Regions from separate parts of the Mus musculus genome. Here regions 2, 3, 4, 5, 6 and 7 are each linked to region 1. The links are chromatin contacts, called in public HiChIP or PLAC-seq and promoter capture Hi-C maps. All regions are on one chromosome and are shown on one strand. The core of a region is the stretch at or near the end of the contact, and the rest is flanking DNA. Distances in the headings are between cores, read along the strand shown. Region 1 holds the start of Inpp4a (inositol polyphosphate-4-phosphatase, type I). Region 2 holds the start of Kansl3 (KAT8 regulatory NSL complex subunit 3). Region 3 holds the start of Lman2l (lectin, mannose-binding 2-like). Region 4 holds the start of Cnnm4 (cyclin M4). Region 5 holds the start of Rev1 (REV1, DNA directed polymerase). Region 6 holds the start of Cnnm3 (cyclin M3). Region 7 holds the start of Sema4c (sema domain, immunoglobulin domain (Ig), transmembrane domain (TM) and short cytoplasmic domain, (semaphorin) 4C).

Evidence for each region. Promoter capture Hi-C pulls out the DNA fragments that hold promoters and counts their contacts. HiChIP or PLAC-seq counts read pairs in DNA pulled down with a chosen protein or histone mark. Capture Hi-C pulls out chosen DNA fragments and counts their contacts.
Region 2: a contact with region 1 is called in a promoter capture Hi-C map of adipose tissue, with 3 times the contacts expected there. The contact joins the promoter of Kansl3 here to the promoter of Inpp4a in region 1. A contact is called at or near these places in 3 of 39 promoter capture datasets (liver and pre-B cells), 1 of 115 datasets of contacts at active chromatin or transcription factors (bone marrow-derived macrophages) and 2 of 9 other capture datasets (adipose tissue and liver).
Region 3: a promoter capture Hi-C map of adipose tissue shows a contact between it and region 1, with 2.8 times the contacts expected there. The contact joins the promoter of Lman2l here to the promoter of Inpp4a in region 1. A contact is called at or near these places in 1 of 115 datasets of contacts at active chromatin or transcription factors (bone marrow-derived macrophages) and 2 of 9 other capture datasets (adipose tissue and liver).
Region 4: a promoter capture Hi-C map of liver shows a contact between it and region 1, with 3 times the contacts expected there. The contact joins the promoter of Cnnm4 here to the promoter of Inpp4a in region 1. A contact is called at or near these places in 1 of 39 promoter capture datasets (the HPC-7 cell line), 1 of 115 datasets of contacts at active chromatin or transcription factors (bone marrow-derived macrophages) and 2 of 9 other capture datasets (adipose tissue and liver).
Region 5: a contact with region 1 is called in an HNF4G HiChIP or PLAC-seq map of pancreatic cancer cells. The contact joins the promoter of Rev1 here to the promoter of Inpp4a in region 1. A contact is called at or near these places in 1 of 39 promoter capture datasets (pre-B cells), 2 of 484 Hi-C or Micro-C datasets (the N1E-115 cell line and embryonic stem cells) and 1 of 115 datasets of contacts at active chromatin or transcription factors (pancreatic cancer cells).
Region 6: a promoter capture Hi-C map of liver shows a contact between it and region 1, with 2.5 times the contacts expected there. The contact joins the promoter of Cnnm3 here to the promoter of Inpp4a in region 1. A contact is called at or near these places in 1 of 39 promoter capture datasets (liver) and 1 of 115 datasets of contacts at active chromatin or transcription factors (bone marrow-derived macrophages).
Region 7: a contact with region 1 is called in a promoter capture Hi-C map of liver, with 3 times the contacts expected there. The contact joins the promoter of Sema4c here to the promoter of Inpp4a in region 1. A contact is called at or near these places in 7 of 39 promoter capture datasets (the HPC-7 cell line, embryonic stem cells, hippocampal neurons and 3 more), 2 of 484 Hi-C or Micro-C datasets (embryonic stem cells and muscle stem cells), 2 of 115 datasets of contacts at active chromatin or transcription factors (astrocytes and embryonic stem cells) and 2 of 9 other capture datasets (adipose tissue and liver).

What each region holds. Positions count from the first base shown.
Region 1 is chr1:37,298,084-37,301,523 of GRCm38.p6, reverse strand. It overlaps Inpp4a (inositol polyphosphate-4-phosphatase, type I), which reads right to left and starts at 1,686. Exons shown (of 26, transcript NM_030266.4): 1 at 1,406-1,686.
Region 2 is chr1:36,367,596-36,371,035 of GRCm38.p6, reverse strand. It overlaps Kansl3 (KAT8 regulatory NSL complex subunit 3), which reads left to right and starts at 1,855. Exons shown (of 22, transcript NM_001310513.1): 1 at 1,855-1,931; 2 at 3,002-3,267. The coding sequence starts at 3,053.
Region 3 is chr1:36,443,445-36,446,884 of GRCm38.p6, reverse strand. It overlaps Lman2l (lectin, mannose-binding 2-like), which reads left to right and starts at 1,614. Exons shown (of 8, transcript NM_001013374.2): 1 at 1,614-1,835; 2 at 3,276-3,394. The coding sequence starts at 1,652.
Region 4 is chr1:36,469,965-36,473,404 of GRCm38.p6, reverse strand. Cnnm4 (cyclin M4) reads right to left here and starts at 1,808. Exons shown (of 7, transcript NM_033570.2): 1 at 320-1,808. The coding sequence starts at 1,712. It overlaps Gm33454 (predicted gene, 33454), which reads left to right and starts at 1,636. Exons shown (of 3, transcript NR_168706.1): 1 at 1,636-1,943.
Region 5 is chr1:38,128,116-38,131,555 of GRCm38.p6, reverse strand. Rev1 (REV1, DNA directed polymerase) reads left to right here and starts at 1,890. Exons shown (of 23, transcript NM_019570.4): 1 at 1,890-2,094.
Region 6 is chr1:36,510,035-36,513,474 of GRCm38.p6, reverse strand. It overlaps Cnnm3 (cyclin M3), which reads right to left and starts at 1,608. Exons shown (of 8, transcript NM_053186.3): 1 at 322-1,608. The coding sequence starts at 1,564.
Region 7 is chr1:36,556,474-36,559,913 of GRCm38.p6, reverse strand. It overlaps Sema4c (sema domain, immunoglobulin domain (Ig), transmembrane domain (TM) and short cytoplasmic domain, (semaphorin) 4C), which reads left to right and starts at 1,533. Exons shown (of 15, transcript NM_001126047.3): 1 at 1,533-1,898.

The DNA of each region.
Region 1 (3,440 bases), core at 437-2,936:
CTGTATTTACCCAACATCCACTCCGGTAAGCCCAGTCTTTAAAGACGACCATCCTAGTGACTTTGACTCTTCTACATCATGTTGACAAGACACAGGGAACACACCTCCAGGCAACGGTGTTCACATGTAGTGCCACCCAGGAAACAGCATTTCAATCTCCTGATACCACCACAGGTACAGACCAATACACAGACCTCCTCGAATGAAAGAACTGAATTTTCGAAGAGAAACCTTTTGTCAAAGCAGTCCTCAAACAAGGGCCCTAGTCCAGATCCAAAGAAAAATTCCGTCTTCACCCAACAACCAGGCTAAGTAGGACAACCTATAGCTGTTCACTGCCTGACACTGGCAATTAGATTTCAAAACAAACGCAGCTAATGAGGTTCTGTTTACACCTCTTACTGATGAGGGTCTTGAGAACCTGAGTTAGCAAGTGACAAAACCTTCAGGATTCACACCCAGATCAACCAGCTGTGTGATGTCCCAGCCCTGTGATGTCCCCATTGTCCACACAACCCACCCGGGGAACAGGAGTGAACGAAGCAGAATATTACTGCAACACCCCAACTTCCGTACCACCCCACCCCCATCCCCTTGGCCCAGAGGCCCTAACTGGCAGGTGACAAATCACATTCTACTCTTAGGCAATCTCTCAACATCAAACACATTAAGAGGCAAAGATTTACAACGGCCAATACTTACTTCCTTCTTACCCAGAGAGACATTTTCATGAGCTGTCAAATCCAGGCAGGAGGAACCCACCATTATGTAATGTCAGAGGGCAGGAGAGAAGGGGCAAGAGAAACCAAGGCCCATCAACACTCCTTCCCTTCGCCCACAAAGATATATATTTGTGTCTGACATTTTGAGTGTTTCCGTGGCCTACACATTCATGACTGGCTTTGCAAAAGACGACCACGGATCCCTGCAAACCTCTCAGGCCTCAATTAGCTTATTAGGAAAGCCAGAAGAATATAAAATACATAAAGCAAAGGTGAGGGAGATCCTGTCCTGGCCGATGCGCGAACAGAAAATGCTCAAAGAGTTGCGAGGACGTAGAGTCCGTGTCTCCCACCAACATGTATGTTTATTTTTACCCGGTGTGTTGACACCCGAGATACCGCGAGGCCTTCAGCGTCGGATGCCTATGGGATACAGCAGAGATGCAGCCGGCGGGCGCGTTGTATAGCATCGCACGGCTCCCCGAGAAGCCCGCGGCAAGGGGACCGCAAGTCTAGGATCGCGCTCCAAAGACGCGGCCAGCGAACCGCTAGGCTGTACCACTGCCATGACAACCGCGGGCGCCACCGGGCCGGGTTCCCAGTGTCTCCAGCTCCCAGCCGCCCAGCCCACTCCGCTAAGCCCGGCACACCGGACCTGGCACGGCCCAGCTCGGCCCACCTACCTGGCGCGCCCCGGCCCGGACACTTGCTCAGCCTTGGCCTCTGTCCTCCAGGCCGCACACCCCGGCCTCGGCCCCGCTGGTTGCTGTCCGGTCCTGAAGACCGGCCGGGATTTGTTTCCTGGCCGCCTCACTCCGGCCGGTGGCGTCCACCCCAGACCCGAACCCGCCGTCCCCGCGCAGCCCGAATCCTGCCACCGCCTTCTCTCAGAACACAGCGCACAACCCCGCCCCGGTTCCGCCCCCTCACCGCGCATGCGCGCCCCACTCCCCGACCGCCGCCCTGCCCCCTCCCTCCCTGGCTCCGCCCCTAGGAAGCCGCACCTCCCAAAAGGTCACACCCTCTTATGTGACGTCACCCAGGAGTGGGAGTTTTTCCACCTTCACATGCCCTGAGGCTTCTGCCCAGAGAACAAGCGATTCTAGAAAAACGCTGGAGGTCGGAAGTGCAGGTGTAGCTGATCCATCACTCAGTGGGCGTGGCCACCAACAAACTGTAGTCTTTTGAACTTCCTTCCAGACCTAGTCTACCCAAAAGATAACGGACCTTAACACTTCCTCCTCAAAATTCTATTTTTCTATAGGGAAGAAGACCAATCAGGACTTTCGGAGATACATTTTTTTTTATTTTATTACTTATTTATTTCCACTGAGACAGGGGCTCCCTGCCTCTGATCGTTTTTAACTTTATTGTAACGTTAACATTTCTACCTGATGAGGGGAAACTTAAATGGACAAACAAAAACATTTTTCAGGTTTTTTTACACCTCATTTGTCTGGTTTTTTTTTTGCTTGTTCTGTTTCGTTTTGGGTTGTTTTTTTTTTTTTTTGAACAGGGTAATCCAGGTTGGTCACCCACTCACTAGCTGCCCTTCGTGTTATTCATGTTCCTGCCACTGCCTCCTAAAGGCTGAGAGTACAGGTATGCACCACCACACCCACTTTTATCTTCTAAAGAGTAACTTATTACCAAATGCTTATCTTTTATTAATCAGATGAAGGGGAGAAAATATTGATTGAACCTTAACCCTAAGGCCAAAAGCCAAAAAACTCAAACATGCTTAGAAAAATTAAAAATATTGTCCTTATTTCATCTTCTAAAATTCAAGTGACTGATATACCTGATTTTCTTACGGTAAAATTAATAGAAATCCCCCTTTCAATCTCAAAAGCATTCTCCTATGAGATAATAAATTTTATGGTCAGAGTCTTAATTTGCTTTCTCTCTTCCTGGGTTAAACCACTGGCCAAAAACGACTTGGAGAGGAAAAGGCTTATTTGGCTTACAGGCTACAAGTCCATGATCAGGCAGGAACTCAAGACAAAAACCTAGAGGCAGGAATGGAAGCAAAAGCCAGGAGCGAAAGTTACTTGTTGGTGTGCTCTCCATGGCCTGCTTAGCCTGCTATTTAGATAACTCAGGACCACCTGCCTGGGGTGGCACCACCCACATTAGGTCTTGCCCTTCCACATCAACCATTAAGAAAATGCCCCACAGGGTGCCTACATTGCAATTTGATCCAGGTATTTTCTCAACTGAGGTTCCCTCTTTTCAGATGATTCTAGCTTGTGTCCACCTAACAACAACAACAACAAAAAGCTAGCTTGCACAGCTGTGTTATTTATATTCAAGCTAAAGAGGGTTTTCAAATCAATAGCATCCTTCTTTAAATTTATGAGTTTAAAAATAAACATTAATCTCATTTCAACTCATTCAAGACAATTACGAATCTGACCAGAGTTCCAATATTTGTCCCTTGACTCTTGCACATTTGGAGTAATATGAAAAGACCAGTCATGTTTTTTACTATGCTGATGGACACCCCCATTCCACCACAGAATGAAGATTAGCAAGGAAAGGCGGAGCCGAGTTTGTGAACAAATACGGCAATGAGCATTGACTACACATGACAATATACCAGACTTAGCCTTGACACAGTGTACCAGTCTTTCAACATTCTTGACATTTGGACCCCAAACGTTGGCCATGTAAACATCTTAGTGGGAATGGAAATATTCCTAGGAGATGAGAGTGGCC
Region 2 (3,440 bases), core at 606-3,105, 930 kb after region 1:
GTTACACCCCTTGAATTAATTTTCAGTCGTTGTACACTTAGAAACATTTTGTAGCTTAATTTTCCCGACCCCTCTACCTTATTTAAGCCTAAATGGGATGGCAACTGAGTGTTTAAAACAGTGTTCTATGGTGGTGCAGGCCTATAATCCGGACACTTGAAAAGAAGAGGGGCAGAAGAGTCAGAAGTTCAAGGGCAACCAGGAAGTGGTGGGCATGCGCAGAAGACGGATCTCTGTGTTTGAGGCTAGCCTGGCCAACAGAGCTTGTTCCAGGACAGCAGGGCTCCATAGAGAAACTCTGTCTCAAAACACAAAACAAAAACAAAAACAAAACAAAAACAACCAACCAAACAAAATCAAAACCCAAATCGAACCAAACCATCAACCAAATTCAAGGTCTTCCCTGGCTGCATAGCTAGAATGAGCCTAGCCTGAGATACATGGGACCCTGTCTCTCCATCCCCTCCATAAATGAAAAAACAACCAATAACACTGAGTTCTAAGACCGGGAGGTGGGGGTCGCTCATAGTAATTGCCATCAAGAAATCAATGGAGCTCTTGACAGGTGGCAGAAATAATTGACTGCATTCCCCTGGCAACCTGGTGAATCAGGGTTTAGGCATTTGCACATTTCAAAGTTGAGAAAAAGGCTGAGCCAAGCAGTTAAAAGTCGAACCTTAAATTCATTGTTTTTAATAGCTGAGTAGTACTCCACTGTGTAAATGTACCACATTTTCTGTATCCATTCCTCTGTTGAGGGACATCCGGGTTCTTTCCAACTTCTGGCTATTATAAATAAGGCTGCTATGAACATAGTGGAGCATGTGTTCTTATTACCAGTTGGAACATCTGGATACATGCCCAGGAGAGGTATTGCTGGATTCTCTGGTAGTACTATGTCCAATTTTCTGAGGAACCACCAGACTGATTTCCAGAGTGGTTGTACAAGCTTGCAATCCCACCAGCAATGGAGGAGTGTTCCTCTTTCTCCACATCCTTGCAAGTATCTGCTGTCACCTGAATTTTTAATCTTAGCCATTCTGATGGTGTGAGGTGGAATCTCAGGGTTGTTTTGATTTGCATTTCCCTGATGATTAAGGATGTTGAACATTTTTTCAGGTGCTTCTCAGCCATTTGGTATTCCTCAGTTGAGAATTCTTTGTTTAGCTCTGAGCCCCATTTTTAATGGGGTTATTTGGTTTTCTTTAGTCCATGTTTTTGAGTTCTTTATATATATTGGATATTAGTCCCCTATCTGATTTAGGATTGGTAAAGATCCTTTTAAATACCTAATTAAAAAAACCTGGGGGAAAAAAAAATTGAACCTTACATCTGTCCTCTGCCTCATCTTCCACCTCATCCTAGTCTGAGCTGTACCAGTTTCTTATTAAACTCCGCAGAGCCCTAGAATTGTATCCCAACATTCTGCAAAGCTTTCCCTCCCTCTCTTCATCTCCCCATCTCTCTGGTTTGCTTTGAGGTCTTGAGACAGGGTGTCATGGTGTAGCTCAGGTTGTTCTGGAACTCACCTCGATCCTCCTGTCTCAGCCTCCAGAGAGTGCTAGGATTATAAACCCCGATGGGCTGAAATAAACCCCACCCGCACACTGCAAATTGAACCCAGCTCTGTAACAGGGAAGGGGACACCGAGCGCTGGGGTGGTCTGAACTATCTTGCTCTTTGTCCTCACTTTTCCCACAGAAAACGCAGAGGGAGAACGTCTCTGCCCCGGGAGTCGCGCGCGCTTTCCGCGTTCCCCACAGGTTAGCCAGGTCCCGGGCGCGGATCCGCTCCGGGCTTTGCCGCTCGCCGCCGCGCGGTTCCGGGAGAGCGATCTGCTTCCGCGTTTTCCTCAGAGCCCAAGGCGCCGGGAGGTAAGGCGCACGCGCATTGGGGTCCGGCTCGGGCGAGCGCGCGGCCGACAACTGCGGGTGAGACGCGGTTTTGCCCCGGCGCGGGTGGTGGCCCGTGGGGTTCCAGGCGTTGGGCGGCGGGCTCGGAGAAGCCCTCGGGGCTCCGCGGGCATGAGGGGTCGGGGGCTGAAGCCGCGGGCCAGGCCGGGCCGGCCGGGCGGGGCGCGGGAGGCAGACGCGGCGCTGGGGCGGCCGAGGCGCGAGGCCGAGGAGGGCCCCGGGAGGGGAGGTGGGGCCGGGCGGCTCCTCCTCGCCGGGAACTCGGGATGACCTTGGCCGAGTCGTCCGGGCTCCGGGGCCGCCGCCCGGGTGGGCCGTTTTGAGGTTCTGCGGTTCCGTGGCGGGAACCTCTCAGAGGAGCGGGCCGTTTGCTGGGCGCCTCGCCGAGGGAGGGCGAAGGAGGAGAGGCCTTCTGAGGGCCCGGCCGGGCTGAGGGCGGGCTCTAGTTTTTCTCTTCCCAAAACTCCGGAGTACCATGAGGTTGATGCAAACCTTTGGTGGAGCGTGACCCTAGGAGAGTCCCCTTGACCTCAGCCCAAAGCAATGAAGCTTGGAGGCCCGCGGTGCCCGCCTGTTGTGCTGGGGCCACCCGAGCAGACCAGCCCTGCCCACGTCCTGTTTAGGGGACGAAAAGTAGGGACCTTTAGCTTTTGATGAATTCATGTTTGTGATCCCTCTGGTTTGCAAAAACCTTTACCACCCAGGAAGAAAATTGCCCAGCAAATTTAGGTTTTTGTTTTTGAGATGGGATCTCAATATATTGCTCTGGCTGTCCTGGAACCCACTCTGTAGACTAGGCTGCCCTTGAACTCCCGGAGATCCGTCTGCTTCCGCCTCCCCAGTGCTGGGATTAAAGGCGTGCGTCACCACGCCTTGGCAATTGCAAAGGTCATGTTTTTGTGAACTGTGGAGTCTTGTCAGTTTACAGTTATAAAATTGTGTATGGCACCGTTCTGTTTGGTGGCGGTGTGGGAGGACACATAGATGTGCATAATCAAAGATCGAATGCTGAGCATAAAGACATGTTTTGATAGTGAAAGTTGGGAGAAATGGAAGCTATTGAATTCACAAGCCCCCTTTCACTGCAGGTGACTAGCATGCAGATATTCACACCCTGACTTGGCTGCTTGACTACTGACATGGCCCACCGGGGTGGGGAGAGGGACTTCCAGACTTCAGCTCGGCGGATGGGTACCTCCCTGCTCTTCCAGCTTTCAGTGCATGAGCGGGAACTGGACCTCGTTTTCCTGGATCATAGCTATGCAAAACCGTGGAGTGCCCACCCAGATGCCAGTAGTGCCCGCCCCACCCGCATGCTCTTTGTAACCCCCCGTCGGCAGCAGGAGAATACTATGTGAGTTTGAGAATACCATGTGAGTTTGGGTTTCCTTCTTAAGGAAGTGATGCGTGGCGGGGCTTAGATGTTCTTAGGAGTGATTGGGGCTGCAGGGTGAATGGAGAGCTTGGATGAGCAGCATCAGAACGGCAGGGCAAAGTTGGACACCTACACAGACATTGCCAAACATG
Region 3 (3,440 bases), core at 365-2,864, 850 kb after region 1:
CTCGAGATAGGGTTGTAAAAGATCGGTAGCTTTGTCAGCTTTCAAGAGTTGATCTTCTCTGAGGCAAGCTCACATCTTGTTTCTCTGTAAAATTTACTCATGTTTGGAAGAGAGTTAGCTTTGACTGTGTCTATTGGGAAGATGTAGACACAAGTCTGATAAGTCCATTGTAGCTATCTATGGACCAGAGTCAGAGCTCAGCAATGCACACACGGTCGGGTCTGAGTGGGGTCGAGGGAGGCCTCCAGGAGGAAGTAGGTAAGAGGAAGCTAGTTTTCTGAAAGAAGTGAGCAATCAGGCAGGAAGCTGGAACTTGGTGAAATATGAACTCTGGGGTGTAGTACAACCAATTTAAGTTTATCCCTGACCAGCTTACAAGTAAGTGAGACTCAGACTATGGTTATTTTATTTGGCTTTGACAGTTTCTAGGGGTAACCCCTAATCTACTCTTCTAACTGCTGGCCTGGCTACCTCCCCAGTGGTACAGCCTAAGTACTTGGCTGCTTCTTCTGGCCATGGACTCATAGTCCATCTCGTCTCCTGGAGGCTTCCTCCCCTTCTTTCGTTCTTCCTCTTCTCCCCTGGTTTCTCTTCCTTCTGCTCTCTTCTCCACCCTCAACTAAGTAACTTAAAACCCACCTACCTCTAATCCCTCCCTCCAGTAATTGGCTGTAGTCAATTCTATTTAACCAATCATTTTAAATCAAGGAACAAGGTTTGCACAATAAAAGCATGTAACCCTGAAAATTCACACAGAATTTAGCATACACTTAATTTCTATAAATATCATCATGTGATGTTGGTTGATTGTGCTCGTCAACCCAGCATGTAACCCAGGCTGCCCTTTACACATTTTACAGTTTGCCAGATGTTTGTTTCTTTGGTTTGGTTTGCCTGTTTGAGACAGTTTGCCAGATGTTTGTTTCTTTGGTTTGGTTTGCCTGTTTGAGACAAGGTTTCTCTGTGTAGCCTTGGCTATTCTAGAACTTGCTCTGTAGACCAGGCTTGCCTCAAACTCAGAGATCCAAATACCGTTGCCTCCAAGCATTGGGATACAATCCGTGCACCACCACCACCCTGGAACCAGTCGTTTCATTCTAATGAATTACTTAGGTCACTCCCTAACTCACTGTGTTGACTTTGAACTCCTCACCTTCCTGCCTCAGTCTCCAGAGTGCTGGGATGACCTAATGCCTTCCCACATCGTAAGTCAAGTTCTTTACCAACACAGCTAGTCTTCAGTTCCTTCCACTCATTTTAGTCACGGATTTGTCTATTTTTCTTTTTACTTCTATGCCCTCTTGGCTGTTAGCTTGGCGGCCAGGTAGGTACAAATGGCAGTGACAATCGGGAAAAAAAAATGTTTTATCGCTTTAAATTTACTATAGAATGCAGAAACAAACTAAGAATCTCTATTACTAGCAGGCCTGGTGAAGCCTGGGACAAAAGCAGAGAAGGGAGTCTGGACATTCGGCAACGCCCCTTGCCTGGGTTGGCAAGGCAACTGCTACTAGTCAGCCAATCGGTGGGATACTCACCTGCGGGGGAGGGAACTCTCCAGGAGCCAATGGGAGATCGGGCCGATGGTTCCGCAGGCCAATGGGTTGGGCCACGGGGCGGGCTTTTTGATGAAGGGCCGGCGGTGGGAAAGATGGCGGCGGCTTCGAGACCCTCCTGGTGGCAGCGGTGGCGGCGGCGCGCGTGGGCTCGGGACGGGGCCAAGCTTTTGCTCTTTCTCCTTCTGTTGGGGTCTGGGCCGGGGCCGCGGCATGTCAGGGCGGGTCAAGCGGTGGAGTACTTGAAACGGGAGCACTCGCTGTCGAAGCCCTACCAGGGTGAGGCGCCCGGGGCGAGGTGGTCGTGCAGGGAGGGCTTGGGGACCGAGTCGGGACTGAGCTCGAGGACGCAGTCCCCGGCGGGAGGGGGCGCCCCGAGGATCTCCGCTCCTTTGAAGAGCCACAGGTCCGAAGGACAAGGGTCCGCCCCCCACCCCCGCCCCTTTCCGAGCGCTAGAAGTTTCTAGTAGGTCTAGGTAGGGCTCTCAGCTGTCACTAGTGTCAGGCTCGAAGGAAGAGGTGTTTGGAGTTGGACAGAAATATGAGGAGAGAGAACTGAGATAAATGAGGGATGGTTGAGGACCATTAGCGATGAGCCGGTGTCGGGATAGAGTGGTGGCTGCTCTGGATAGAAAGCAAGAACCCGGGTAGAACTCGGTCGGACTGAGGAAGGAGAGGGGGAAAAAAGTCTGTTTGCTGGTTAGAACACCTGCTCCTTCCTTCCCAGGCCGCGAGCCCTGATGATGAAAGAGGCTGGTTAGCATTGCTCTCTTCAGGGATTTCTAGATCTCTAAGCACAGCTCAGTGTCAGAAAATTGACACAGGTGTCTACAAAGAAGAGAAATTAATGCTGTTAGAGCTTAATACAAGTTTGTTTTTCTCGCAGAGCTGTGGATAGGGGGTGCAGGAAACACAAATTTAAACTGCAGAAAGCAGTTTGAATTTTTGTTACTAAGATGTCATTTCTGTTACTAAGATGTCATTATTTTACTGGTTGGTTGTAGTACCTCCTTAGTGTTGGTCCCTGCTGATACTATGGGTTAGTCTGGTTTTTCACCCTGGGGGTACTTATACTTAGTCTAAGGGATTTGGGGATAATCAGCTACACTTGAAAGATTGATTTTATTTTATTTTTTAAATTTTATTTATTTATTTATTTATTTATTTATTTTGTTTTTCGAGACAGGGTTTCTCTGTGTAGCCTTGGCTGTCCTGGAACTCACTCTGTAGACCAGGCTGGCCTCGAACTCAGAAATCCGCTTGCCTCTGCCTCCCAAATGCTGGGATTAAAGGTGTGTGCCATCACTGCCCGGCCTGAAAGATTGATTTTAAAAGAATATGTTTAAGCTCATAGGCTTTTGAGAATATATCTCTTTTAATATAAATGACAAAATTTTTGTCCTTTCATAGTGCTAAAGTTCACCCACACATACAGATCTCAACTACTGTTACTGTGCCATGTGTAAATGACAGCTCTGTGGTGGGTTGGATTCTTCAGCTGAAGAATTTAGCTGAAGGAAGTTTGGTGAGATGTCAGGTACCTGTGGTCCAGGAGCCTGAGACAGAATATTGAGACTCACATTCAAAAAGAAAAAGAAAAACATTAATTCATGTATTCATTAATAATACTAAAGGAAAAATAATGGCTCCAGTCTTTGTAGGATCTGGCTTTGTGAACCAATTGATGAAGACTATGGGCTGATTCTCCCCTCCCCATAGGTGTGGGAACAAGCAGTTCTTCGCTATGGAACCTGATGGGCAACGCCATGGTGATGACACAGTACATCCGCCTCACTCCAGATATGCAAAGTAAACAGGGTGCCTTGTGGAACCGGGTGGTAAGAGGCTTCCTGTGTTAGGACCCTCAGTGTCCTAAAAATGCTC
Region 4 (3,440 bases), core at 559-3,058, 830 kb after region 1:
CCTGGTGGCTGCCTCATTTCAGGCATGAATGAGCCTTACCCTGTCTCCCTTCACCAGCTCCAGACAAGTGTATCTCCTTCAGCTTTGATTCAACTAAGCACAGAACACAGTGCCTGGCAGAAGGCAAAGGCTTGAGAACCGCTTCTGCTGCGCCTGATAACGTTCACACCAGAAGCATAGGAAGCCATGGACAGGGGGACCCAGAATAAATCGCACAAACAGAAGAGTAAAACCTGCAGACAGAGAGCATGCAGGGGATGCTTCAGGGGAACGAGAGGTATCAAAAGGACATTTAACCAGGAGCTACACCAGTCCTTACCCTTCTTAAATTCCTCTAGCATGGCATCCAGCTTGGTGTCATGAAAAACAAAATGTACCGGGTGGTTGTAGAAGCGAGTGATGGTCTTGAGCGGGGTGCAGTCATCCGGGTCAACAAAAGCCAAGTCTTTGACATACAGGATATCTACAATATTGGATTGCTCATCTTCAAACACAGGAATGCGAGTGTAGCCACTCTCCATAATCTCCGACATGGTGTTGAAGTCCAGAATGGCATCACTGCGGATCATGAAGCAGTCGTGTAGCTGGGTCATGATATCCTCCACAGTTTTGGTCCTTAGTTCCAGGGCACCCTGGATCATATTTAACTCCTCCTTCACCAAGTCATTATAGGGCTCTGTCACCTTCAACATCTCCATCAGCTTCTCCCGATTGTAAACAGTGCGAATCTCCTGACCTAAGACGAAGTCCAGGAGTTTGCTAATGGGGAAACTCAAGGGAAAAGTGAGGAGCATAAAGACTTTGGTGAGAACAATAGTGTTGGCACCCACAGCCAGCCCGTGCCGGGAGCACAGGGCTTGAGGTAAGATCTCCCCAAAGATGACAATGCCAATGGTAGAGGAGGCCACTGCCATGATGCCAGACCCGATGAGGTTGTCTAGAAGGATGGTGAGGGAGGTGTTGACTAGCACGTTCCCCAGGAGCAGCGAGCAGAGCAGGTAGTTGCCCTTGCGCCTGATGGGCTCTATCTTGCGAGCATACTTTCTCTCCTTCTCAGTTCCACAGTTCTGCACGATGCGCAGCTCCATCGGGTCCAGGGCCATAAGCCCCAGGTTGAGGCCAGAAAAGATGCCCGACAGCACCAACAGCACCATAACGAGAAGGATGTGCAGCCAGAGCGGCAGAAACCTCCCATGCTCCTCCACCATGAAGAGCAGGGAGTCCTTGTCCGTCCATCTGGTCCAGGGCCCGTCGGCCCGGGGCCGGGTGCACAGCGCGTACAGCTTCATGTTCTCGCTCCTCCGCAGGAACTTGGTAATCACCACTAGCATCCCCGACGTGTTCCCGCGGCTCACGTTGACCAGCCGCTGGACCACTAAGTCCTTGGTGAGCTCCAGGCAGTTGGTGGAGTTGTGGACCGCCTCGGCGTCGTCCACCTCGGTGAAGGAGATCAGGTTGCTGGAGATATCGCCCAGGCTGTGGCCATAGAGCCTCAAGTTCACCGTGCTGCCCTCGGACACGAAGATGATGCCATCCGGGTTCATCCCGCACGACTTGTTGCAGCTCGCTAGCCTCATGCCTAGGATCACGCTCTGCTGGGGGCTGCTCTGGCCGCTGGCCGCCCGCGTCCATAGCAGCAGCAGCGCAGCCAGGAGGAGGCGCCCTCGGGCCGGCCAGCCGTCCCGCCGCCCGCCCCCGCCCCCCGGCGCCATGTTGCTCCGGCCCCGCCGCTGCCCGCGCCCCGCCGCGCGCCTCACTCGGCGCCTCCGCTCCTGCCCTCCTGCCGCTCCGCTGCCGCCGCGCCAACTGCCCCAGCCGAGGACCTGACGTCAGACCGCGCCCCGCCCGCCCCGCCCCGCCGCCCCACGCCCCTTATTTGCATGCGATGTCCCGCCCCTACCCACGGCTCGCGCGCCCGGCTTAAGGAGGTCTGCGCCCTTAAGGTAGAACGGCGCGGGGCGAGCGCGGGAGCCCGCAGCGGGGGTGCGCCCAGCCAAGCTTCCGCGCGGCACCGGGCTTCTCCCGCGCTCCTCCTTAGGGAGCCCGGCTCCCAAGCCCCACGCGCTCGGTTGCTTCCGGGTCCCCTGCACTCTGTCGCTCCGTTCTGGGGCGGGTGGTGCTTCTCCGCGGGCACAGCGAGAAAAATGCATTTCCTGGTTTAGAAAAAGAAAAGGGAACCTGAGGGTTCAGGCTGGCGTTACAGCCTCCTTACTTCTGGGATTTTCGTTGACCTTGACCCAATGCCAGAAATAGGTTGTCACTGCCCCCGAAGTCCCCCAGCCCACTCCTCGGTTCTGTCTAGACCCCTAAGGTGCTGAGGGACCAGGCTCTGACCTAGGTTTTTCACCTGTCATTTCTATTTAGGGATGAGTTTTCATTGAACATGTACTCTTGTTTCATACTCTAACGATACGGCAATGAACAAGCCAAAATTCTTGCACATCTTTAGTTTACAGCCTATCATCAGAAAAATGGCAGTAAACAAGACAAGCCATACGGGGGCAGGAGGGGGAGCGCAATAAGCAAGTAAACACACACAGGAACACTAAGTGTTTTACTTCTTACAGATGCAAATTTTGAACCTAGGCACAAAATCCTAGGCCTTTCAGATCTTCACCGTTAATCCTAGTCCCTGTCTGTAAATGGCGGTAAGAATGACTGGTTTTTTTTTTTTTGTTTTGTTTTTGTTTTTTGTTTTTTGTTTGTTTTTTTTTTTTTTTTTTTTTGAGACAAGGTCTTACATAGCCCGATATGGCTTTGAACTCTTCAAATCTGAGGCTGACCTTGAACTCCCGATCCTATGTCCATTACCTCCCAAGTGCAGGGTTTACAGATATGCACCACCATGCCTGGATTGATTTTATTGTTTAGTTATGGTTTTAGTTTTTAATTTGACGGCAGGAAGAGTGATAACACAGCATCACCTGGCTAAGCACGTGAGAACAACTGGCTTACACACCGAATATGACATAACAACTCTCTGTGAATAGTCTTTGCCTGTGTAGTAATAGTTGTTGCTGCCTGCTCTTTCAGGACCATACCCTTAACCCCAAATTGTGGTGACTGGCCAGCTGAGGCAGCTGCTTGTGGAAATGAACTGAGGGGTGGGGCTGCTGTTCTAGCCTTGAGATCACTGCTTCCTGGTCAGCCCCACTTGGATGTCATCCGGCAGCTATGAACTCAGTGTGTGGGGATGACCACAGCTATCCACCCACAGCTGTCCACCCTGTGAAGGGCAGGACACGGATGACAAACATCCTTACCTCAGTTGCAAGAGCTATACTAAGCACAAGGCCTGGGTTGACCCCTGGGTCTCCCAGCAGGGCTTCTCCTGGCCCTAGAGACACAGTCCTTCTCTATGTCTCTGTACAAACCCCTGTGTTTATTTTTACTTTGGTACACAGCCTGCCAATTAAGGCAACAATCAATACCAGCAGCAA
Region 5 (3,440 bases), core at 641-3,140, 830 kb before region 1:
TTTCTTCTCGCCTCTCGGTTCTGTTTGTTTTACAGAGAAAGACATCTTCTTTCCACTTTCTTTCAACTTGACACAAGCTAGGGTCATCTGGGAAGAGGGAACATCAACTGAGAAAACACCTCTATCAGAATCGGCCTGTGGACAAGTCTGTGGGACAGATGATTGATGTGGGATGGGCCAGCCCACTGTGGGCGGTGCCCACCCTGGGTGGGTGGCCTTAGTTGTATCAGGAATAGAGGAGCAAGCCATTAGAGGCAAGCCAGTGAAGTGAGCAGGGCTCCTGAGTGGTCTCTGCTTCAGTTCCTGCATCCAGGTTCTGTCCTGACTTCCCTTCCCCGTGGGTTGTAAACTGTAAGGTGAGATAGGCCCTTTCCTCCTTAAGTTGTTTTTTTGGTAATAATGTTTGTTGCAGCAAAAGAAAGCAAACGAGGATGGGACAGTTTGTTTATTTGCTTGAGAAAAATACAGAAAAAGTAATCTTTGATTATGAAAGAAGAGGAAAAGTATTCACAAGTTATTTTTCAGTCTCAAAAATAAAGTTTTGGTGTTTTTCTCATTGGAAATAACTGCTGTGTAGAGACAGTTTTTCAAAACTCCTCACAAGCCTCATTTCCCGCCCAGCGGTATTTCCGAACACAAGCTGGTGGTGTTGCAGCTCGTTCTGAAACTCCTGCAGTTACACTGTATCTAGCTCTTCAATTGTGGGTCCAGAGAAACAGAGCTGGGAGGGAATACTGAAGTTGAATTCATAAAGGAGAGCGAGCAAGTGGAGCAAAGGGGGAGAGGTTAAAATCGAGACAGATATATATATTTCCCATGTACATATACATACACAGAAAGAGAGAGAGAGATTTCGATTATCTCCTGTCTCTCTGGGAAAGGAACCTCAGGTTTGCAAAGTCAGTTTTAAAAAGAGTACTACTGTTTTCTAAGTGCCTGCAAACTCCTTTCAAAAGTCTTAAGGTGGGGAAGGAACAAAAGTGTTCAGTCTAGGGCGAGGAGTTGGTTGGCTTAATGTTTGAGCATTCCAACAATAAAGACTATCACAATAACCATGCAGTCTCCCATTGAACAGACACTACAGAGGCGGGGGAAATGGGCCTTAAGAGACTGTTTTTTTTCTTTTTTGCTAGGTGTATTTAACATCCACGAATAAATTGTGTAGCTGCTGGTTTTTTGTTTTTGTTTGTTTGTTTTTAACCATCACAAGGGAAAGCAATTTTCTTCAGGTCTGTGTGTTGCAAGTGGGAAAGGCAGGTAGAGCACAGGACCGGCAGTGGTAAGATTGTGAGGGACGTCGTGTCTGGACACAGCCTAGCTGGCTGCCAGCAAGTGACCTGGCATTCCCGCAGACCCGTGTGGGCCGCGGTTCTCCGCTCGCCGACCGAGCATGTGCTAGCCTGTGAGCGTCCTGGCCGCCGCTAGGTGGCGCCGCACATCAATCGGAGCGCGGTGCGGCGACGCGTTTCGCGCCTCGGCCGACCCTGCGCGGTCGTCTACCCGGTTAGTCCCGGCACCCGCGCCCTCCGCGGCGGCTGGGGAGCCCGGGCGGGGCGGGGCGGGGCGGGGCACGGCGGGGCGCGGCTGCGCGTCGCTGCAGCACCATTAGCTAGCCGGCCCCGGCGGGAGGCAGCGTGGTGATGCGGCGGGTCCCGCGCCACCTCCGCCCAGCCAGCCGCACGGTCACGTGCAGCCGAGGCGCTGCTCTCCACCCCCCCTCCCCGCGGGCGCCGGCGCGAGAGGAGGGCGGGGCCGGGGTCGCCTCGGGCCGGGCGCGAGCAGCGCGCGTGCGCCGCGCCCGGTGAGTGCGTGCGGGGCCGGGCCAGCGGGCCGCGGTGTGGATGGGAGGGGGAGCCGGGCGCGCGCCAGAGGAGCGGCGGGGGAGGGGCGGAGCTGCCGCGGAGGCGCGAGGCGGGCGCAGCGACTGAGGGAGCGTGGGCCGCGGTGCGGTGCGGTGCGGCTGGGCGGCCGCCTGACCGGTTGCCTTCCCCGGCGTTCCCCTCAGCCGCGGGGAGGACACTGAACGACGGCGGCGCCCGCGAGGCCCGAGGAAGCGGCTGGGCCCGGGCATGGTGGCCTGGGGCGGCGCGGAAGGTGAGCGACCCCCGGGCCGGCGGGTGGGGGAGGGGTACCGAGCCTCCGCCGTCCCCGCCTCCGCCGCACGAGCGGCCCGAGGCGCCGAGGCCGGGGGCTCGCGGTGCTGCCGCGAGGCCTCCTGCCTGCCGCGCCGCGTCGCCCCTGCGCCTCCGGCCGCCGGGTTATGTAACGCGTGACCTCCCGTTCCCGCTCCACACCCGGCGCTCCGTCGCGCGCCGATCGGGGCGCCCGCGGCCCTGCCTCCGAGTCCCGCCGCTGGCGTCGCAAGTCACCGGTTCCTCCTGCGCCGGCGCCTGGCCGGCCATTCATTCCCTCGCGCGTTCGAGTGTCCGCTCCGCCAGCGTTTGCAGAACGTGGCAGGGGGCACCCGGGGCCCGCGCCGCGGGTCTTCGCTCGTCCCCGGTGCATCGGCTTCTCCCCTCTGCCTTGCTCTTAGGCATCCCGGAGGCAGTGTTTCTCTCACTCCTTTTCCCTTGTCACTTATCTGTCCCCTTCATGTGCAGGACACCTGTCCCCAAGTGTTTGTACAGGTGCTCAGTTCACACTTGGGTGTGCTGTTATAATAACAGTCGGGGTGCACCGAGGGGGCACTTGTTTGTTTGGAGACTCTTCCTGTCCCGGGTTTGCAAAGCCCGGACTTTCCTGTAGTATCGTTCCTTGATTGTTTAAAAAAACACTACAGGTGATACATGCCTAGGATTTCACCGTGTGTTTTTTGGTGTTTCTTGGGTATAAAGTAGAAATGGTATGTAGATAAAAACAAGAGACCTCATAAAAAGGATTTGTAACTATTAAGGGCTATGTAACAGCTCTTAAATTATTTGCTTGGTCTCTGGCTTCTCTAGTACCTGTTCTTCCTTTACGTAGAGTAATAATACCACAATCTTGTTCCTATGGAGTGCGCATTAGCTCAGCTTAGCAAGACTCCATAAGTTTGCTTTCCCATATTGACCGGGCTTTGCCCAGGCAAATGCTGCTAGAATACCCTTCCGGCCCTTCCAGTGCTACCTGTGATGGACACTTGGAAGCTTACCTGGAGCTCTCCATCCAGGACTTCAGTCTGCACGAGTGCACTCGTTCATTGCTTAGACTACTTACTTGCCATTTTTCTTGAATTTCTGTTTTCTTGTTTGTGTCTTGTAGGTCCTTTGAGGTCAGTATGTACCAAAATCGTGTATCTTGTCATGAAACTTTACTCCTTTTTATGGTAAATAATGCATATTTGTTCATTTTCTTAAGGGTGGGAATCACTTTTAACATTAAATCTCTATGTCATCTCAGGTAGAAAAATACACATTTTCAAAATTAATGTGCTGAAATACGTAACTCCACTTCTTTAACAC
Region 6 (3,440 bases), core at 359-2,858, 790 kb after region 1:
CATTCATTTACTTTTGAGACAGAATCTTTAGTCCAGGCCGGCTTCCATCCTTCTAAGTAGGTAGGCCACTGCTTGGGTTTATGTGGTACTGGGTAATGGTCAGGGCTTCATGTATGTTAGGCAAGCACTGAGCTACATCCCCAACTTTTTTAAAATTTTCTATTTAACAAACAGGGTAACCACCTTCCGATCCTCCCGCATCAGACTCCCATAGCACTTCCTTCCGCTTCTAAAAGGTGGGTCTTTAAATATTTCCAAAGGTCATTCGCAGGTACAAGGCCATCACTTTCTGGGGCCTTTCTAACAGGGGCGTCCCCTTACCTCGCTTGAACTCCTCCAGGACAGCGTCCAGTTTGGTATCGTTGAAGACAAAGTGGAGTGGATGGTTGTAGAAGCGGGTGATGGTGCTGAGCGGTGTGCAGTCCTCGGGCTCAACGATAGCCAAGTCTTTGAGGTAGAGCATGTCCACGATGTTGGAGCGCTCCTCCTCGTACACTGGGATGCGCGTGTGGCCGCTCTGCATGATGCTGGCGAGGACGCTGAAGTCTAGGACAGTGCCGGAGTCCAGCATAAAGCAGTCTTCGAGCGGCGTGAGCACGTCCTCCACGGTCCGGGAGCGCAGCACTCCCTTGCTGAGGTCGCTGTAGGGGTCGCCGCCGCCGCGCGCCAGCTCCAGCACGCGCTCCCGCAGACGCCCCGGCCGCGCTGCCAGCTCCAGCAGCTGCCCGACCGGCAGCGCCACGGGCAAGGTGAGCAGCACCGCCAGGCGGCTGAGGCCCAACGCGCGCGGCGCCAGCGCCAGCGCCCAGCGTCCGCTCACGGCGGCCGGCAGCACCTCACCCACCAGGAACACCAGCCCCGCGCAACCCAGCACGGCGGGCACGGCGCGCTGGCCCGCCGCCCCGTACAGCAGCACGGCCAGTGCCGCCTGCGCCAGGCTGGCCAGAAGCAGCAGCGCGCCCAGGGCGCAGCCGGCCCAGCGCCGCGCGGGTTCCAGGCGCCGCGCCGCCGCGCGCTCCGCCTCCGAGCCGCTCTCGCGCAGCACCTGCACCTCGGCCGGCGCCAGCGCCAGCGCGCTCAGCTGCAGGCCGCGCGCCACCGCCGCCAGGGCCAGCAGCCCGGCCGCCCCCAGCCCCAGCGCCCAGGGCGGCGCCGCCTCCTCCGCGGCCCCACCACCCGGCTCCACGCGCACCGCCAGCAGCGCGGAGCGCGGGTGGCCGGCCTCGGCGCGCAGGCGCAGCAGCGCGCGCCACTCGCCCGTCGGGGCGGCCGCCTCCTCGGGCTCCGTGGCCCGTCCGCCCTCCGGGCAGCCTGCGCCCTCGGCGGCTACCCAGGTCCAGGAGCTGTTGGCCAAGCCGGAGCAGAAGAGTCGCAAGCACAAAGTGGCCTCTGGCGCTGCCCTTCCGCGCAGGGAGCCCGCGCCCGGTGCGCTGTCCTCTTCCGTGCAGAAGTTCAGCAGTCCCGCGCCCGGCGCCGGCGCCGCCTCCCCTGCGGTGCTGCCCAGACAGAACGCGGCAAGCACCCAGCCCAACCAACCCACCACAGCCGCAGCAGCCGCCGCCATGGCCTGCTACCCCTTCTGGGCCTCGGGCGCAGCCTACCCCACTCACCCGCGCCTCTGTTGTTGCAGCCAATCGGCGCGGGCCTCCGCGTCACTTTGACCAATAAGCGGCTGGCGGGGGCGGGCTCTGGGGAGAACTAGGCTGCGCCGGGGAGTAAACAAGCGGCGCGGGGCGGGGCGAGCCGGAGGGGCGTGGGGCTCCGCAGGCAAGGGAGGACGCGGGGCGGCTGTCTGGGACGGCCTCGGAGTTCCCGGCGCGTGTGGACGAGCAAAGGAAGGTCATTAACCCTCTGGCCAGCAAGGCTAAGGGCTGAATAAGAACCAGGGACTGGGCACAGGGAAACCTGGAGTCGTTTGTTTAAAACATTTTCTTATCATTTGTATTTGTATGTGGGTTTGCGCTTGCGAGGGCAGTGCTTTGGGCAGACGCAAGAGGGCGTCGAATTCCCCCTGGAGCTGGAGTTCCAAGCTAATGGGAAGCTGTGCTGGGAACTGAACTCTGGTCCTCAGCACACATTCTTAACCTCACCCAGCTCTATTGGTTTGTTTTAAAGCTAAAGTCTCTTAGCTTTGCGTTGGGCTCTGTGGATATCAAGACAGACACCTGCTTTTGAGGAAGATGCCTTGATAGGAAGGTCCATAGTAAATACTCAAACCCAGAAAAATCTGTTTCCTTGAATCTTCACACTTGTTTCATGTAATTAAGCTTACAATAAAACGATGTTTAGAGACTGATTCTGTGTGCCTTTGGTTTCTGACATGCACCTGACATTCGGGTCATTCAGCCATGCAGGGAGATAGCAGCTGTCAGGAATTTCCATACATGCTAGCTTCACAACCACAGTTTATTCTGATTCCTCGGGTTGAGAAAGCTGTTTGAGAGGGTTCTTTTTGTCCTTATTTTGGAAGACACCTGCATGATCAGATGGAGCATTCTTCGTTCATTGTATGTGGTCTTTATGGGATTAGCTTCTCTATGGGTATCCCTGTTTTTTGCATTTTTCTCTCTACTTTCTCCCTAAATGTACTAAGACATGTACACATCTTATACATATGTTTTGTTTTGTTTTGTGTCTGTGTGGGCCCAAGTGTATGTATGTGTGTTGTGTATGCAGGTGCCGAAGGAGGCTAGAAGAGGGCACTACATCCCCTGGAACTAGAGTTGACATTTGTGAGCCACCATGTTGGTTCTGGGAACCAGGCCTTCTGCAAGAGTGGTAAGTGCTCTTAACCACTGAGTCCATCTCTCCAGCCTCTTGAATTTTTTTTCTAAAATGGATTCTGTAGACATAACTGAAACAGTCCCACATGGCATATGTGCATACACGCAAACATACACATACAAACATCAATTTTTTTTTTGAGACAGTGTTTCTCTGTGTAGCCCTGGCTGTCCTGGAACTCTGTAGACCAGGCTGGCCTCGAACTCAGAAATCCACCTGCCTCTGCCTCCCAAGTGCTGGGATTAAAGACATGTGCCACTACTGCCTGGCCAAACATCAATTTTAAAATAACAATAAAAAAATGTAACAAAGCAAACACCTCATAAATGGGGGCAAGGTATGATCTCCCTGGCTAGCTTGTGCATCTTAGCTCCATGTGCTCTTCATTTGCTCGTGTGACAAGCATTTCCTACACTGAGTGTGTGCGGGACAGGTAACTTCCCAAAGGCTGGAACTCTGGCAGGGACAACAGCTTCCACCCTCGTGGTGCTCAGAACCAGTGCTGGGATCCCAGGAAACATTTTAAGACCCGGTTGGAAGTGTTATAAGGAGAGGACGAGGAAACATTGGGGAGATGATGCTAACGGAGATGTAGGTAATCAAGGAGGGAACATTTGAACAGAGGTTGATATGAGGGGCAAGCCTTATAAGGTCTG
Region 7 (3,440 bases), core at 284-2,783, 740 kb after region 1:
CCAGGCAGCCCTCATTTCTAGGGGCAAGGCTTACAGGTGAGAAGGAAACACAGCAGGAAGTGGAGGTTAGCCTCATGGTTGCTGACTGCTGAAAGGATGGAGCTTCTGGGCTCACAGTTTTCCTACCTCTCCCTTCCCAAGCAGGTGGGATGGACCATATAGACTGCGTCCAGCGCCAGGATCTCACTAAAAATGTCACCTTGCTCTTTGTGTGGATTTGAGCCCTTTTTTTGTTTGTTTGTTTGTATCTTGCTTAATCTCTTATTCAGTGAGAGAAACAGTAGCTGGCTTGGAAGTCCTGTTTCAGCCTCCTGGAGCTGAGGAGTCTTAGCTTTTAGCGAATCCTGAGCTTGGAGTGGGGCTTGCCCTTAGTAGATGAACAGGAGCCTGGTCAAGAGGAGTGTGCATGGCTCCCTCCCTGGCCAGCTTCCATAGGACACCCTCCCTGCCCACCCCTGGCAATAGCTGGCCTGCCTCCTATCTCTGAGGTCACAGCTTTGTTTCCTAATGGAAAGGAGCTGGGAAACGTGGCTCTGGCCAGCGAGGGAGAAGGGGCCCTTCTGTGTCCCAGTAAAGACCCAATTGTTACTGAAACCAAACTGGGCTGCCATTCTCGATTACTCCCATTGCTCTTCTGCTCTTCACTTCTCAGGTGCCACGTTTTAGCCCAGAACAAAAGCTGCTGTCGGACTGATTTATACTCCAGATTTTACTTATGGGGTCTGAAGTGTTTTTTCCCCTCCGGGACTGCCCCCTGGGGCTCAAAGTTACCACAGAAACCTCCAGGCCTCCTTCCCTTCGTCCCTGTCCTTTGATTCTGGTTAGGGGTGGTCTCCAGGTACCGCTGGGGCAGTTTCCCCGAGGTTTCTCAGTCCACCTGCCCACTGGAGGACCAGCTGGCTGGAAGGATTTGCCAGCCAGCACCGTCCAGGAGGCCACAGCTACAAGTTACTTCTAGGAGCGCCTGTGGGCGGAGGCTGGCAGTTCTGAAGGTGGTGGTGGTTCGCTGCGTGGCTCCCTCCAGCCTCTTTCATCTGAACCGTGGCGCGCTCGTGCCTCTAGTTAATCAGCCTTCCAAGCCACACCAAGAGTCATTTCCCGGGGGTAGGCTCTGCTGGAGCCTGGAAACTAGGAGCTGCCTGCAGTCTTGGGGTCTCCTCTGCCTGTGAGCTGCTCCTTCCAGTCCAAGGGTTAGGGCCAGAAAGGAGGACAACTTTGGAGTCAAAAGACTGACCACTGTGGTTAGCACCTGAGAGAACCTTCAGTTTCTTCTCTTGCTACGCCACCCCCTTCGGGTACAAGTCCCAAAATGGTTTGCCAGTTTTCGTTCCCGTAACTGGAGCGTGGGGAAGCCCCTCAACCCTTCCAGAGAGCCCATCCCGCCTCAGGACTTGAAGGCACACTTCACCAGGTGAGTGCAGTTCGTGCAGTTCCCGGTGGCAACGCCTGGAGTCCCTCCCCGCCCCCCACCCCGCCCCCTCCCCGCCTCCGGCCGCTGTGGCGCAGACCTTGACTCACGAGCTGCAAGAGTCGTAAAGGGTCCCCAAGCCTCAGTGCCGGGTAAGCAAGGCAGCGGGTCGCAGCCCCCTCCTGGGCGGGCCTTCGCGTCCCGCCCCCGGCCACCACTCGACACCCTCTGCCTGACGTCAAGGGGTTGGGGGCGGAGAGCGGCGGTGGCGGCGGCTGCAGCGGAGAAAGAACCGGCGCCCGGCGCGGTGGAGCGCCGAATCCGAGCTCAGGGGCGCCGAGAGCCGTGCTGAGACCGAGGGGCGGTGGCACGGGACAGCCTTAGCGTGCTGGCGGGCGGGCGCAGTCTGGAGCGGCGCGGGGGCAGGGGAGGACGGTGGCCGGAGTCAAACGCGAGGGCAGCGCCCAGGGATTGGAGCTGCACGAAAGAGGTGAGTGAGGCCGGAGCGGTGGGGCCCCGGGGCCGCTGCTTTGTCCCCTTGCTTGGGTAGGGGCTAGCGCGCGCGCTAGAGGACAGCGTCTAGGGGTGCAGGGCGGGGCGACAGCAAAGACAGCTGTCCGATCCGGGTCCCTCTTGAGTCCGCCGCGGGCTGCCCAGTGGCGATCGGCATCAAGGCAAGCAGTGCCTGCAGCTCCACTGGCCGGAGCAGCGGGAGCCTGGGGGTACGGACAGCGCTAGGGGCAGTGGGGGACCCTTGGGCTGTCCAGCGCGCGGTCCGAATCTTTGCCAGGCTCGCGAACTGCTCGGGTTCCCCCCACCTCGACGGAAAGTTAGGGGCGGGCTTGGACCGTGGCCGATGTTGTGGGATCGGATTTCCCTAGCGCGGCCCCCCGCCCTCCCGTTCTGCTCCGGAGGCGGGCTGGCACTGAGAACCAGCCCCCTAGCCAAAGCTCCGCCGCCCGGTCCCTCTCTGGAGCGCCGCAATCCACGACCGGGTGTGCAAGTGTGGGGTGCAAATCCTGGTCCTGCACCCCTCCATCCCCTTGGCTGTCCGTGTCCCTTGCTTCGGGAAGAGCTTGGGGGTTGGGTCACCGCTACGCCTGCAGATTCTCGGAGCGCACCACCGGGTTTTGACCCCAGCCTAGGGTAATTGGCAGAGAGGAAACTGAGGGTGTGTCAGGGGGGACTGCTCCGGGGAAGGCAGCCCCAGCCCCCCGCCCTTCCCGCGCGGAGGTTCTTGGCCGACAGGGGGCGTCCGCAAGCCCGGCTTTGCCACGCTCCCAGCGCTGCCGCTTTGTTTGCATTCAAATCCCCGGAGCTGGGGGAGGGGAGAGTCCACAGTAGGGAGACCGAGACCGGGTCTTGGCTAGGAACCTTTGTTTTGGGGTGCAATCCTCAGATTCTGCATCTCTGTTCCCAGCCCCTAGCGTCTAGATTAGTGGAGATCCGTTCCGTTTGCCTACTGCCTAGTGCATGGTCCCCGAGGTGCAATCCCGGAGTTAAGAACGTTCGTCAGAGCCGGGGAGGAGGGGACGCAGCCCTTGACGATCATTTGTGGGCATCCCCTGTTGTCCAGGAGAACCCCGCTTCGGCCTCCCCAACCCATTTCACTTCCCTCCACGATCCCGCTCTCGCGGAGGCGAGGAGATTCCCAGACAGAAGCCTGGAACTGACTCGTGGCCCGGTCGCCTCTCTGCGGGAGGGTCAGTGTCTTGTAGAAGGCTGTTGGAGAAACAGGACTGGTCCTGGTCATTTCCACGCCCATCCCACCCACTTCCTGCCTCCCTCTTGGGCAACAAAGGGGCCTCGGAAGCTGGGCCCATTTGGTTCCCGGCCCCACTCCTACTCCAGCCCTGCTGATGTGGAACCGGGTTTGGGCTCTGCCCGGCTATTGTCTGCGCTGGGGGAGGGGACGGGCTGGGGCCGGGAACTCTACACGCTGCCTGCTTCACCAAGTCCCCCACTGAAGCTCTTTGCCCAACCGGCTGCCTGCGGCTGCTGAATAAGGGGTATATCTCCCCGAATTAGGTCT